Linked DNA regions of Mus musculus: regions 1, 2, 4 and 5 are each linked to region 3. Evidence: chromatin contacts called from public HiChIP or PLAC-seq, Micro-C and promoter capture Hi-C data. All regions are on one chromosome and are shown on one strand. The core of a region is the stretch at or near the end of the contact, and the rest is flanking DNA. Distances in the headings are between cores, read along the strand shown. Region 1 holds the start of Hic1 (hypermethylated in cancer 1). Region 2 holds the start of Ccdc92b (coiled-coil domain containing 92B). Region 3 holds the start of Ube2g1 (ubiquitin-conjugating enzyme E2G 1). Region 4 holds the start of Sgsm2 (small G protein signaling modulator 2). Region 5 holds the start of Cluh (clustered mitochondria (cluA/CLU1) homolog).

Region 1 (2,700 bases), core at 146-2,645, 2.6 Mb after region 3:
CCTCTAGGGAAGACACTTAGAGCCCCAAACGCCAGCCGCGACCCGGGCGCCCACGCCTGAGGATGCTCCCGAGGTAGCCGGCGCACGAGGACCAGATTGTCCCGGGTCCCTTGCCCTTCCCTGTCGCCAACTCGAGGACCCACCTGGGGGGCATGTCGGAAGCCCCGGGCCCGGCTGCCGGCGGATCCAGGGGGGGACGTGGCTGCAGTGCGCTGCCCTCCGCCCGCCGGGCCCCCGGTCGGTCTGTCTTGCCGGTCCGTCCTCCCCGCGTCCTGGTCGCGTCTCAGCCCCTCCGCGCTTTCCGCACACTCTTATCTGGAGCGGCCCGAACCGGCAGACGCTGCCGCGGCCATGGCGCCACCTCGCGGCCACGCGGGGACTGTGTGCGGCTGGGCTGCGACCTCTGGCGCACACCTGGGCCAAGAGGCTTGCAGATGCGGAGCTGAGCAGATCTTGCAGGTTCGCGCGCTTCCAGATGTGCCCACCTGGAGACTCAGATATCGGACCTGGGAGTCCCATAAACCTGGGGGTTTTGTGCTGAGTGCTCCCGAGTACATATTTATATGTTATATCGCGCCAATTCGGGGGGGGGGAGGGGAAGGTTCTGTCTTCAAATGAGGAACTCTTAAGCCAGGGATGGTGGCGCATTCTTGTAATCATCCTAGCATAGCACCCAGGAGTTGGAAGCAAGAGGACCAGGAGTTCAAGGTCAGCCTCTACTACCTGAGACCCTATCTTAGAAAAGGGGTTGGGGTGGAACACTACGAACAGTATTCTGTGAGAGGGCGAGCTTAGAAATCCTAAGTGAGATGAAGGTACATACGTTCGGAGCAGGAGCGGGGCGGCTTTTATTAGACATTTCTGAACACCATTATTCACTTGGACTCAGTGGAGAGAGACACATTCCAACTCTCCCTCAGACACATGTTATCAGTATGCACATCATAAACCGTCCACACTCAAACTCTGTCCAAGCAGTGACAAGGGCGCGCCATGTTTACACAGACCGCCCACCCCCTCCCGGAGTCCCAACTTCTTGGGCTACTGCGGAGGCTACTACGTGAAACGGGGTAGAGGTCCTACCAAAGAGCCCTCCCCGAACTTGCGGGTCTCCAGAAGGACCCTAGAGCCCTCCATTGGAAATAGCTGGACAGAGCCCCCTTGCGACGTGCCCCTCAAGTCCCCAATCCCCCATCTAAGCAGTTTTGAGGGATCTTAGTTTGCCCCCCCCCAATACACCATTCGAGAGATATCACGAGAACGGGCGGCTTGAGACCCCCTCAAAAAAAGATCCTACACGCCACACAAGGGAGAGCTCATTCATGTTGGTGACTCCTCTTTTAGGAGGGAGGGGAGCGTGCACCAGCTCTTGGGTGCTCACCGGAAATGTCCCTGCATAGCGGGGCGGAGGCATAAGCACCGTTGCAAGCACCGCGCCTCCGTGGCCCACGCTCCGCCTCTTCCCCGCACCTCCTGACCCCCGCCCACGCTATAGGGGGGGTCCCCCCAAACCGCCCACAGCTTCTTATTGGCTGCGCCATCCTCCGTGGCCAAGCCGGAGAGGCTGGGGCTCAGAGTTACTATGGTAACCAATGAGGTTCCCGGGATCTCATCTCTCAGAGGCCTTGGAGAGCTTAGCAACCGCGCGGGGCGCAGGGCGGGTGGGGGCTACGCTCGCCGCACCCCACGCTGTCTTCGAGCCCCCACTCCCCCGCTTGAGGTAGTGGCTGAGTCACTCGCCCGGGGCAGCCGGCCGGGCCTCTAGCTGTACCAGTGAGACACCAAGGTCTTGGGCGCCTCCTAGAGGCTGCGTTTCTTTGGCAGGAGACTTCTATGCCTGGCCTAGGCTTCTGGTCCAAAGAGTCTTCAAGGCTCACCAGGTTTCCGCGACAGTGTGCTCCGCCTCCATCTAATCCACTTACTACTTCGTATCTCCGTACAGTGTCCATACAAGACAAACACTGCAGTCCCACGGTGGACTCCACAATTTCTGAGCTCTAGGAGAAGTGAAGAGGTACCTTGGTATCTCTGTCGAGGGATACGCCTTGGGGCTGAAGCGGAAGTGTAACGGAGCGTTTGAGGATAAGAAGGCTCCCCAGAAGTGCTCTTAGGGATGAGTTTTGACAACTCTGAGTTCTCCCACAAGCAAGGGTGTCTCTGATGTCTCTGTTTTAAATGTTTTCTCCTTTTAATGGGGTTAGATCGTGCGAGTCTGGAGAGAAAGCTCTGTATGTGTTTTACACAATGGAGTTTATCCGCTGGTTGACCCATAAGGAGGTCGGCTGGGTCTTCAGTTCCTTCTTGTTCTATCCCTCTCCACCGACTCAAGCCCTTGTTGTATCGCTATGGGGCCAACCACATAAACCTTGCCCAAGTTTCACTGTGTACTCCCCTCCCCTCCCCTCCCCTTCTCTCCTCTCCTCTCCTCCACGCCCCACCACCACCACCACCACAGTTTCAAGTCTACGGCTAGCCTCGAACTCACAAAGGCGTCTACTTCCCACGTACAAGGATGCGCACCACCATGCCCCTCCTCTTAACTTTGCTTTCCCCTTCTTCCTGAGCTCCTCTGGTCATCCTGGTGCAGCTTCCTCCTCTCCGTGAACGCATGACGACCCCATTTAGAGCCCGGAGACAGAATCGGGCTGTTTTGGAGGACCTGTTCCATATCGTATTTGCCTTTAGTCTATTCTGACTCCT
Region 2 (2,700 bases), core at 38-2,537, 2.0 Mb after region 3:
CCAGGCCAGCAAGAGCTACACACATAGTTTTTTTTTTGTTTGTTTGTTTTTTTTGGTTTTTCGAGACAGGGTTTCTCTGTATAGCCCTGGCTGTCCTGGAACTCACTCTGTAGACCAGGCTGGCCTTGAACTCAGAAATCCGCCTGCCTCTGCCTCCCGAGTGCTGGGATTAAAGGCGTGCGCCACCACGCCCGGCTAGCTACACACATAGTAACGCCTTGTTTAAAAGCAAAATTAAGGCCTTGTAGAAATTTGGCTCAACAAGAAAGTAAATATTTGGCTTGTAATGGAGTGAGGTATTCCAGACCAAACTTTAGGTCTGAGTCCTTAAAGACCACCTCTCCCTTCAGCATGATAAGGTAGGATTGGAAATGTGTTGCCTTTGGGAACTCCGAGCCTCCTGAACCCCTGTCATCAACCATCATGTGTACAGGTGTCTAGTGAGCCCCCACACTATAGTGAGCACTGTACAGGTATTAACTCATTTAATTCTCACAACAACCCAATGGTGCACTCCATACACCACCATCTCTCCAGAGAAGAGAAAGATGCTGATGGTGCCAGAACTCTAAGATGAGCAGAGTAACTCTAGAAATCTGTTTACAGAAGAAAGGAAAAGGAGGAGGAGGAGAAGAAGGAAGAGGAGGAGGAGAAGGAGGAGGAGGAGGAGGAGGAGGAGGAGGAGGAGGAGGAGGAGGAGGAGGAGGAGGAGGAGGAGGAAGAGACCCGGCTCAACACCAATAGTGCCTTATGCGCCTTATACTTTTTACGGACTTTGGAATTTATAAAAGATCTTTTCTTGATTCTGGGTACCATCATATAAGAGGTGAGGTGATTCACCCAAGGTCACAAAACTAGTGAGACATCTGGCACAGCTTTGCTGCTGCCTCTACCAGGAACACATTTTCAGACTATCCAGCAGCTCTCGAATACCCCAGCTCGTGGGTACCCCAGCAGGCAGCGGGCGCTGCCTCACTTAGAGAGGCGGAGCGGATCCTGGCCTGTGGGCCTGGGCGCTGTCCGCGGTGCTGATCGGTCGCCGCGTCCCTGCTCGCCTAGTCGTCTGTGGTGTCTCGGGCTCCCTCCTCAGCTCCCAGCCAGGGCCGGATCCGAGGATTCTGCTGCTCGCGGGGTGCGAAGGCCCGGATCCTGGGGCTCCCCGAGGTCCCAGGGTTCCCCTCCCCCGCCCCAGCCTCCCCTCCCCCCGCCCCGCCCACGGCCCCTCCCCGAGCGCCCCAGGTCCCTCCCTTCCCCCTTATCTCTCCCACCCCCCGCCCCCTCCAGCTCGTTCGCCAGTTCCGGTCACGTTGCTGGGTGTTTACGCCCGAAGCCTGCCCTAGGCCCCCCACCTCTGCGCCCCGGAGCCCCCCAGAGCCCTGGAGTCCGCACCCCACAGCCTCGCAGCAGTTGATGGCGCCGCAGCCGGGCCGCGCTCTGCGGATCCATGAGCGCAGCTAGCGCGGGAGAAGAGCTCTTCCAGAGACCCAGCGAGGCCCGGGCCGGGCCCGGCGGCTCTCTCGGGTCCGCAGGTGAGCAGGCCGGCGGTGGGTGTAGAGGGTGGGCGCTGGCTGGGTGATCAGGGTGATGAAGAGAGCCCCTGAGCTCCGGCTCCGCCTGGAGGGCTGCGCGGGGTCTGGCACCGCAGCGCGCGAGAGGCGGGCAGGACGCGGGCTGCTGGCAGAAGTTGTCCTCCGCCGCCAGACCCGAGCCCTTCCCGGCATTGGCAGGGGGTCCAAAGCAGTCCAGACCACCACTCGCACCGTTCTGCCTGCTCTTCGTATCCTGGCTGGTTCCTCTCTTCCCTATACCCTGTGGTATCCATAACCCTCAACCCTGCCCCCCACCCTGCAGACCCCCTAGTTCTGGGTGTCAAATTCGAGGCATAAACTACAGAGCATCAAGATTGAAAGGTGGGTCAAGTTTTTCCCGACACCCCACTCCCATGTACCTGAATCCTCAGCAATGCTGAGGTTGGGGTTGTGGGATCTTCAGTGGAGCGGGGAGCCAGAGTTGAGGGGTGTCTGGGAGGAGGGACTCTGTAGTGCGGAGGATCACAGGTCCTTAGAGAATGTCTCTGCTACCAGCCCCCACCTTGCAGACAGAGTCCCAGACACTTGTCAAAGGCCAGATCTTGGTTCCAGACTCGTCCTCAGGAGAGCCAAGGACTTAGAGGGGGTGGCAGAGTAATTATTTTTTAATACGTGTACTCACTTGCCCTGGTGATTCCCAGTAAGACTCAATTCATTCTCTCGGCTTCACTCTTGGCTGTGTGGTTTGTTTCTTGCAAGGAATTCCCAGAGTCCAAACTGCCCGCAAGAAGGCTCTAAAATGCAAAGGAGAAGTCAGATTTCAGGAGACAGAAACTGGGTGGAGTGTAGGAAGCTAGGGCATGGCTGTACAGGGAGAGAGTTTATCTGGAGAGCAAGAGGTAGAATCCAAAAAACAACAACAAAAAAGAGGTTTAGCCAGCAGATGTAAAGTGTGGCTGCCTTCTGAGGAGCTATGTGTTACAGGGTGAGTGCCTCAAAGTGTCTCCTAGGTGTCAGCACAGTTGTGCATGTCCGGCAAAGGGCTTTACCTCTCTGGGGTCCTGTTTCTTCATCTCTGGAGTGGATGTACTAGTAGGACCATCAGTGTACAGATGAGTTAGTGTGTATGGAGCTGAGGACGGTACTGAGAGTTAGTGTGTGCTAGCATTTG
Region 3 (2,700 bases), core at 164-2,663:
AAAACCAAAACCAACCAACCAAAACAAACAAACAAACAAGCAAAACAACTACAAAAAACCAACCCCTCCCCTATCCCAACCATAAAGCTGGATTAGTCCCTAGGTGGGCAGTATTTCAAAATGGCAGATTCACTCAATGTTTGTTTCTTTGGTCTGGTGGGACAGTGCTAGGGAGGTAAGCCAGGGCCTTGTGCCTGCTTGCCCAGTAATTTTTATTACATGCCTAACGGAATCTGCTCCTCTTGTTCACTTTACTTGGAGTTCACAGAAGCTTCATGCTTTTGTGGGTAGAAATGGACCTGATTTCCTATGCACAGTTTTTGTTTTCTACAGTCCAGGTACAGGGAAGTAGGGATTGAACAAACACTTATTGAAAGAACAAGCAAGGGGCTGGAGAGATGGCTTAGCGGTTAAGAACACTGGCTGATTTCCCAAAGGTCCTGAGTTCAATTCTCAGCAACATGGTGGCTCACAACCATCAGTAATGGGATCCTATGACCTCTCTTGGTGTGTCTGAAGAGAACAACAGTGTAGTCATATACATAAGTAAATAAATCTTTAAAAGAAAGAAAGAAGAAACAAAATTGAGTGTCAATGTTACTTTTCCCCCTTCCCTTTTTTGTTTCTTTATTGCTACAGTGTTGACAAAGCACTCAACTGGGAAATGGGCAAGGAGGTTGGATAAGGTTGACTTTTCCTAATCTCGGCTTTCACACTTGGACTTTACATAGTAGGTGCCTTTTCTAGAGGAGTCTGATCTATTATGGATCCTCATCCCCAGACGGAGATTGGGTATCACTGTGCAGCGAAGGGGACCTGGGTCTTCTAATCCTCAGCCTCAAGTGTTGAGATTACAGGAGAATACCACCTGAATCCGAACCATTTATCAGGTTGTGCTAATCACAACTCTGCACTTTACTCAGTCTTACTATTTACTTAAACGTTTTCTGCTATGAGACTCATAACATTTTTATTTCAAGGACCATTCTGTGCATTCTTTATGAATTATCACCATGCACTCTATTTTGCGGCTGCTTAAAATGGTGCACACCAGTACTAAATTCGGCTTTGTAACAATGACTAATTCGCACACCTCCGATGTAGTGTTGGATGGCTGCTGGGTCCTCGCCAACATCTACCACTTCTGGTCCCATCACGCTTAGACCTCCTGCTTATACCGGGAGGCAGCGTCCTGACCCTCCGCGACCTCTTTGTCATGGCGTCCGCGGGGCGTCTACCAGCCGACGCTTCCGCAGCTGGGCGGGCGTGGACCTTCCCAAGATGGCGGGGCTGAGCCCACTGCGCGCGGTGGGCGGGGTTCCACCGCCGGAGGCGGGGCAGCAGGGCCGAGGGGTCGGGCTAGCAGGAGTGCTGCTTCTGAAGGAGGCAGGCTCAGCGCGCTTGCGCGGAGCGGCCCTGCGCGCAGTGAGGCAGTGGCGGGGGAAGGCACCGGTGGGGCCGACGGGCGGGCAGAGGAGGGAAGCGGGCGAGCGAAGTCCCAGTGCGCGCCGCGGCGGCCCGGGTACCCTCCCCTTCCGGGCGTGAGGCGCTGAGCGAGGAAAGCCGAGCGGAGCGGACTCGCATAGGCGGCGAGGTGCTTCTCGGGTCTCCCAAGACCGGCCTCCCCGCGGCTTCGGCGCTCCGGTCCGGGTTCCTCAACACACATCTAGCTCCAGGCACCGGCAGAGCTTGTCGCCAGTCCGTCGAAGTCCCGGTGGCGGCCCGGGCTCTCGGTGGGGAGGATGACGGAGCTGCAGTCGGCGCTGCTACTGCGAAGACAGCTGGCAGGTGAGCGGCGGGGCGCCGGGCCGCGATCGCGGACTGCCGAGCCACTCGCCTCCTCTCGCCCGCTCGGAGGCTGGGTGGTGGCGGGCCGCGAGGGTGGGAGCCCGCGAGTCGCGGCGAGCTGGCGACACTCCTGGCCCGGCTGTGGAGGGTGTTGGGGGCGGGGACGCTCCCCAGCCTCGCCCTCGGACGGGCCGGACGCCCTGGGCGGCTGCCCCCTCCCCCACGGCACTGGGGCGTTGCGGGGGAGGGGCGTGGGTCCCGGTCGGGCCGACCCTCCCTGAGGGGCGGATCCCGGGCTCAGGTGCGGCGGAGGCCGCGGAACCTCGGGGACCCCGGGAGCTTGCGGGGTCCCCGCGCGGCTGTGAGTCCGAGCCGTGTCGGGGGCCGGAGAGGGGAGGCGCGCCAAACTTCTGGCCCGGCAGCGCGGGGTTCGCGGAGTTAGGGCAGACAACAAAAGCGACGGCGGGGCTGGCCCGGGTGCTGACGCGGGGCACCGGGGGGCTCGGCGGGGAGCGCGACTCCGCTTCGCCTGCCTCCGCCTGGCACGAGCTCGGGCTGCGCCGCCCGTCTGGGGGAGGGTGGGCGCGGGCGCTGGGGAGAGCGGCTCGCTGGCCGGCCCGGGCTTTGTGCTCCGTGGGCACGGCTCGGGCTCCTTCGCGCAGGCTCGCGGCCACCGGGCTGCGGCCCGCCTTAGGCTCTGGCCAGGGGCGGCGGCTCAGTGCCTCCCCCGTGGAGTCTCTGTCCCCCTCCCCCATTGTCCCGGCCTCTGGCCGTTTGCGGCTTCCAGGTTGACTTTTTAGGGGGTTGGCTCCTACTCTGCTAGGACTGTGTGAGCGGAGCATGCGCGCTGGAGGCGTACGTGTGCGGAGTGGAAGGGGGGGAGGGAGGAGGCGGGTTGGTGCCTTCACAATG
Region 4 (2,700 bases), core at 191-2,690, 2.3 Mb after region 3:
ACAGCAAAAGCACAGTGAAGCTGTTCATGCAAGCTGGAAAGGTGATGTCAAGAAGGAAGGGAACAGTTAGGGCACACGAGCCAGGTCAGGGTTAATGCAGAGAGTCCAGAGTCTTCTCAAACCACCGTCAAACTCCAAGGGTGCATGAAAAAATATGATACATTTATGTATGTGAGAGAAACAGTATTATCCTATTTTAAAAAGAAACTAGGAAACCAAGACTTGAGTTTAAGTAACTTTACTCAAGTTCACAAGTAAAGCTCAAGTAAGTCTGGACAACTCAAGACTATCTCACCAAACCTCAGTTTCCAGGATCAGCAGCTATATTTATTAGAGTGCCTACCAGTGTGCCAGGCTCTGGAAACAAAACAGTGAACAAGCAGACAGGTTTTTTGTTTTGTTTTGTTTTGTTTTTGCCTTCCATAGTTCACACCTGGTAGACCCAGCTAGAGAGGCAGGCTGAGGAGGGAGGCCTCACTCATCTCATCTACACTGCAGGCTCTTTCACAAGCTGGTGAGTCATTCGTATGAGCAGCCCCCCCCTCCCAACCCCCGAAATTGAAATGAGCTTCTAAGCAGCGTCAAGGTAAAGGGAATTAGTGGAGAGAAACTCTTGTTTCTGAAGGATTTCCCTCAAAAGGGCAAAAATAATCTGAGTCTTAAAAACCATTCTTAAAAATACCCGAGTTCCTGGGTAAGGAGGTGGGCGTGGAGGGAGAAACGGTGAGGTGTGCAGCGAACCCTCTGCTAGCCACGACTCACTTGCCAGGGGAACACAAGAGGGCGGTGTGTTGGACACCCGAGGGCGAAGCCCCTGGAACTGTGGCTCGCAGCCTCCAGGAGGCCCGTGGGGACCCCGCCCCCTCCCCGGGCAGTACCCGCAATGAATGGGCAACTCGGGTTCTCCAGCAATCGCCGCCACCCCTCCCCCGATCGCGGTCTCCCCGCGCTGCTGCCGTCACTGGGCGGGGAACGGGAGCACCGTGGAGCAAACAAGCCCCAGGGCGCAAGCCTGACCCTGGCCGAGGGCGCTGCCCGGGACATGCAGAGAGGGGCGTGGGGCGCGGCCCGCCCAGGACCCCGCCCCCGCCTGGCACGGTGGGCTGGCAGCCGCGCGCGTGGGTGCCTCCACCTCTCTGCTCCCGAGCCAGCGCGGGAGGGGTGCGAGCCCCTTGAGACCTTGCCCCGGACCGTACCTCCTTCTTCACGTTCCACAGCAGCTTTTCTTTGACCGCGTCCTCTGCGCTGCCCATGGTGCGGCAGGTGGCGGGCAGGTGGCACCGAGTGGCCCCCCGAGCCCCCGGTGCGCCCTCACCGCCTCCGCGCCTCCCGACTCAGCGCCCCACACGCGAGGCGGAGTCCCCGCCCGCTGCGCTCCCCGCCTGCAGCCGCCGCAGCCACTGCCCGGTGCTCAGCTCCGCAGCCATCTTCCGAGCCCCGCAGACGTCAGGCAGCAGGCCCGGCCCCTTCCCACTGCCGGCAGGGAGGGGGTGTGTGCGCCGCAACTGGGGAGGTGGGGGGGGGGGTCAAGGGCGGGTGCGGACGCCTGGGGGCGTCGGGGCCGGGCGCGCGCCGCAGGGACGGTTGTCATGGCGACTGGCCGGCTCCCGCCCCGAGGGCGCGAACCCGCATTGTGAGCGCTGGGAAGTCAGCCGCTCCGGCCTGCGCCGCGCAGCGGGCGGACTTTGGGAATGTGCTTGTGTCTGGGCAAACCTCAACCACCGTGACCGCTCCCGACTTCTGGCCCCTGGGAGAGGAGCTATACGGAGCCAGGGTCTCGGCTCTGCGTCACTGTGGTTCGAACCTGGTCCTGTCACTCCTCCGGATCCTGTGGAGTGTTCATATATTACTTGCAGCTCAGTCGCAAAGCTTGCAGGAGGAAAGCAAGGACCCGACTGTGAGCTCCTAAGAACAGGTGCCCGAGCGCAAGGGGAAGTCTTCGCCCTCCTCCGGGTCGCCGACATCCGCTTTGGTTCATCTTGCAGATTTGTGGGAAGAGGGGGGCGCGAGTTGGAATAAGAGACATTCCAGAGCCGGTGACACGAGCCCCTTCTAAGTGCTTCGCGTTGGAAATTAGAGTAATAGAGGAAAGGAAAGGCCACTCAGGTACAAATGTCACCCCTTTGTACAGTTCACTGGGACCGCAGAGAGCGGCGTGCAATAGTCTACGTGAAAAGACTTTTATTTCTTCCCACGTGATGCAACTGAAGCGTGCAAAAATGGAAAGATGGGCGCAAAATTGACCTCCTAATCCAGAGCCGGAGCCGGGAGACTCCTGCCGGCATCCTCCATCTCTCAGCAGAGGACTGCAGCGTGGGAAAAGGCACCACGACGTCTCTGCGGACACTCAGGGCGCTGCGCTTGCAGGCTGGCGGCAAAAAACCTCGCGAGAGGTCGCGGAAGTGCTAAGCCTGAAGTCCGTCCCCAGGGCCGGAAACGCTCGGGTCCGCCCGGAAGTAGAGTTCACTTGGTGCACACGTGGACTGCAGAATGGCGGCTCACCGCTCCGGGCCGCTGAAGCAGCAGAATAAAGCTCATAAAGGCGGGCGGCATCACGGCGGTGGGTCCGCACAACGGGACAGCAAAGGTGAGTAGACAGGAGGGAGAGGGGCTGCTTAGCCGGTACCCGTGCCCACACCGAGACTAGACTTGGGACCCTTGCCCAAGGCTCTTAAGCGGCGCAGGAAGGTTCTTGTTGGT
Region 5 (2,700 bases), core at 165-2,664, 2.0 Mb after region 3:
TGCAATAGCCTGAAATCACTTCTCCTTAGTCCTGCTCAGTTCTCCTTTGCCCTCACATAACAGTCAAGAGGATCTTTCTGACACATACATTTCTCTCCTCCCTCTCCCTTCAATGGAGGGTTCCTTCTTCTTTTGGCTTCAGTTCTCATCATCACATGTGCTCTAGGGGCAAACTGAACTTCCTATGTATTCTATTCTGACAGTGTGTTACTATGTAGCCCAAGCTGGTCTCCAAATTCAGGTCCTCCAGCCTTTACCTATCAAGAACTGGGATTGCAGGCCCTTGTGGTCACACTAGATCTCTAAAAGGAAAGCAGATTTAACTTTCCTTTGCAATGTATACAAGGGTGTATGTAGACCGCTCCCATCTCAGCCTCAGATTGCCAGGGTCCATTAAATCCTAGCAAGTGTAAAGACTGTGTTTAGTGTTTCACAAAGGGCTTTTCCACCTGTGCATGGAAGGCTTACCCTGTCCCCTCTCTGCCTGAACATAACTGTCTGGATAGACCTGGTTTCAATATCACCTGAGACTAGGGTTGTCTCTCAGCAGTAGACACCTTTACCATGCCAGAGGTCCTGAATTTAATACTCAGTAGGGCACACACAAGAAAAGTACCCCCCCTCCCCCAGCAATCATGGACCTCACTCCTTATTCCCCACCCAACCAAAAGAACTGAAAAATAGATAACAACTATAGTAAGGATCTATTTATTGGTCTAAATCTGAACTTGTTCTGTGACTTTGGCCCTCATTGTCCTTCACTGTAAACCAAGATAGTGGCCTGGAAGTGAGTGAGTGTGTGTGTGTTTTACACAGATAGGGGAGGAGCCCATGGTGCTGAGTCCAAGTTTTCATAGTCTGTTTCTGACACTTTATGCATATTTGCAACCTGCACACCTTCCTCAATAATCCACACTTGATCTTAGCCAAAAGGCCTAGAAGCGATCTTCCTCAATAATCCAAATACACTCTAGACCCTTCCCTTCAGTAGGAAAGAGCCCACTCGGTGAGGAGGATACAGAGGGTCGTGATAACAAAGCTGCTTTAGAACGACGCGGTCTTTTGGCAGATGCTCAATAAGAAGCAGAGGGTCATTGGGGGAGGGGGAATAGGGAGCGAAGGCAGTCCTAGACAAGTCTCCACCCAAGGTCACGGCGCCCGCCCAACGGGCGGCGAACCTAGGAAACGTCTCCCGGAAGCCCCGCCTCACCAGGGGGCCGAGGCCTCTCCCCTTTGAGCCCGGACGCGTTGCCTTTAAGGCTTTGAAAGAGTCACTGAATCTGTGAACTGACTACGGAGTGCTCGGTGTTTTGTCCCTCGTCGTCTGCCGTGGGCAGGCCGGGCGCGAGGGCGGGGTAGGGGAGCGGCGGCGGGGTCAAAGGCTAAAGCGCGCACCACGTGGGCCGGTGACTCCGTCCTTCCCGCAGCGGCCGTGGCGCGCAGGGCACTTGGGTTAGTGGCGCGGCGTGCGGCGCGGACAGGCGAGCCGGACGCCTGCTCCCGCCATGGTCATCAAGACGGACGAGTTGCCGGCGGCCGCCCCGGCCGACAGCGCCCGGGAGCACGGCTCGCAGGCCGGCGGCAAGGGGCGGCCGAACGCGGCTGGTGAGTGAGTGGGCCGGGGGCAGGGACAGCTGGGCTAGAGCCCGGGCCGAGTCCGGCCGGAGGGCTCGGGACTCGGTGGGAACAACCGTCTTCCCTCCGCGTCAGTGTGGGCGGTGCACTGGGCCGCCCCCGCCCTGAAGGTCACCTTCAGTGGCACCCCCGGCTACGGCCTGGACTTCGCACGTGGGGACCGTGGAAGGGCATCCACGGCGGACACACTCGCGCAAGATCGCGGGGACACGTGCGCGCACACGCGGTTTGGTTTCAGGGTGCGCCGCCGCCGCAGACCGATGGAATCGGCGGCCCCACCCCCTCCGCGCCCCTGCTTGGGGAGCTCTTGGGGCTGGGGGCAGTGACACTTGCGGCCCTGCCACCTTCTGGTTCTCTTGTCCTAGACGTTCCTGTGCGGCAGAGCTGCAGCACTGTGAGTGAGGCTCAGTTTGGAGCTGCCCAAACTTGGACTATGGGAAGAGCGCAAGTTGGGGTGTGTGTGTGTGTGTGTTATTGGGGTGGGTTGTCTCTGGTACATTCTTAGAGACAAGGGCTTAACCCCAAGTCATCAGGCTGTGGTCTCAATTCTTTTAGTTACTGGCCTCCACTTGATCAGGGGTTTGGGGTCCTGCCTGTGTGTGGGCAAAGCCTAGCTGTTTGTCAGGGGGAGGTGTTTGTGCCTGAACTTGATCATTAACCTGCCTTATTGCGAAAAGTGGGTCAGACTAGAGCTGCTGTTTTTTTAAGGCAAAGGTCATTAGTGTGGAGTGGAGCGCCCAGCTCTCCCCCGTGGGGGCTGTGTGGTGGTGGCTTTGGGAGTGGCAGAGGCTTGTCTAGGGGTGGGGCCTACTTCTCTTGTACTTAGCCTGTGCCCTTTCTGTTAGTTTTTTACCAAGTCTCAGGCTCCAGCCTTGAAACTGGAAACCCCTTCCTAGGGCCTCCTCACTTTTCCTCAGAGCCAGCCTGGTCCTTTCTACCCAGGATGCCAGTGAGTGCAGACCCTCTTTATCTCTCTTTTCCTCAGCTCATCTCCTTATTCTTCCCAGCTCCGGTGAGCAGACTAAGGCTAACACGGGAGTAAGGATGGCCCTAATGGGCCTAGCA

The links. Promoter capture Hi-C pulls out the DNA fragments that hold promoters and counts their contacts. A called contact is a pair of places that touch in the nucleus more often than the background predicts. HiChIP or PLAC-seq counts read pairs in DNA pulled down with a chosen protein or histone mark.
Region 1: a contact with region 3 is called in a Micro-C map of embryonic stem cells, with 3 times the contacts expected there. The contact joins the promoter of Hic1 here to the promoter of Ube2g1 in region 3. A contact is called at or near these places in 2 of 484 Hi-C or Micro-C datasets (B cells and embryonic stem cells) and 1 of 115 datasets of contacts at active chromatin or transcription factors (astrocytes).
Region 2: a contact with region 3 is called in an H3K4me3 HiChIP or PLAC-seq map of stem cell-derived neural progenitor cells, with 8 times the contacts expected there. The contact joins the promoter of Ccdc92b here to the promoter of Ube2g1 in region 3. A contact is called at or near these places in 3 of 39 promoter capture datasets (cranial neural crest, embryonic stem cells and hippocampal neurons) and 3 of 115 datasets of contacts at active chromatin or transcription factors (astrocytes, epiblast stem cells and stem cell-derived neural progenitor cells).
Region 4: a promoter capture Hi-C map of liver shows a contact between it and region 3, with 7 times the contacts expected there. The contact joins the promoter of Sgsm2 here to the promoter of Ube2g1 in region 3. A contact is called at or near these places in 5 of 39 promoter capture datasets (cranial neural crest, hippocampal neurons, liver and 2 more) and 2 of 115 datasets of contacts at active chromatin or transcription factors (astrocytes and embryonic forebrain).
Region 5: a contact with region 3 is called in an H3K27ac HiChIP or PLAC-seq map of extraembryonic endoderm stem cells, with 7 times the contacts expected there. The contact joins the promoter of Cluh here to the promoter of Ube2g1 in region 3. A contact is called at or near these places in 1 of 39 promoter capture datasets (hippocampal neurons) and 3 of 115 datasets of contacts at active chromatin or transcription factors (astrocytes, epiblast stem cells and extraembryonic endoderm stem cells).

Annotation. Positions count from the first base shown.
Region 1 is chr11:75,168,860-75,171,559 of GRCm38.p6, forward strand. Hic1 (hypermethylated in cancer 1) reads right to left here and starts at 1,396. Exons shown (of 2, transcript NM_010430.2): 1 at 144-1,396. The coding sequence starts at 660.
Region 2 is chr11:74,618,318-74,621,017 of GRCm38.p6, forward strand. Ccdc92b (coiled-coil domain containing 92B) reads left to right here and starts at 1,288. Exons shown (of 4, transcript NM_001013784.1): 1 at 1,288-1,529. The coding sequence starts at 1,445. Gm50590 (a long non-coding RNA gene) reads right to left here and starts at 2,542. Exons shown (of 3, transcript XR_001780261.2): 1 at 2,212-2,542; 2 at 1,949-2,091.
Region 3 is chr11:72,605,848-72,608,547 of GRCm38.p6, forward strand. It overlaps Ube2g1 (ubiquitin-conjugating enzyme E2G 1), which reads left to right and starts at 1,414. Exons shown (of 6, transcript NM_025985.4): 1 at 1,414-1,788. The coding sequence starts at 1,743. It overlaps Gm51906 (a long non-coding RNA gene), which reads right to left and starts at 1,316. Exons shown (of 4, transcript XR_003949712.1): 1 at 1,094-1,316.
Region 4 is chr11:74,895,629-74,898,328 of GRCm38.p6, forward strand. Sgsm2 (small G protein signaling modulator 2) reads right to left here and starts at 1,441. Exons shown (of 23, transcript NM_197943.3): 1 at 1,197-1,441. The coding sequence starts at 1,253. Tsr1 (TSR1 20S rRNA accumulation) reads left to right here and starts at 2,452. Exons shown (of 15, transcript NM_177325.3): 1 at 2,452-2,587. The coding sequence starts at 2,491.
Region 5 is chr11:74,648,090-74,650,789 of GRCm38.p6, forward strand. It overlaps Cluh (clustered mitochondria (cluA/CLU1) homolog), which reads left to right and starts at 1,415. Exons shown (of 26, transcript NM_001081158.3): 1 at 1,415-1,605. The coding sequence starts at 1,506.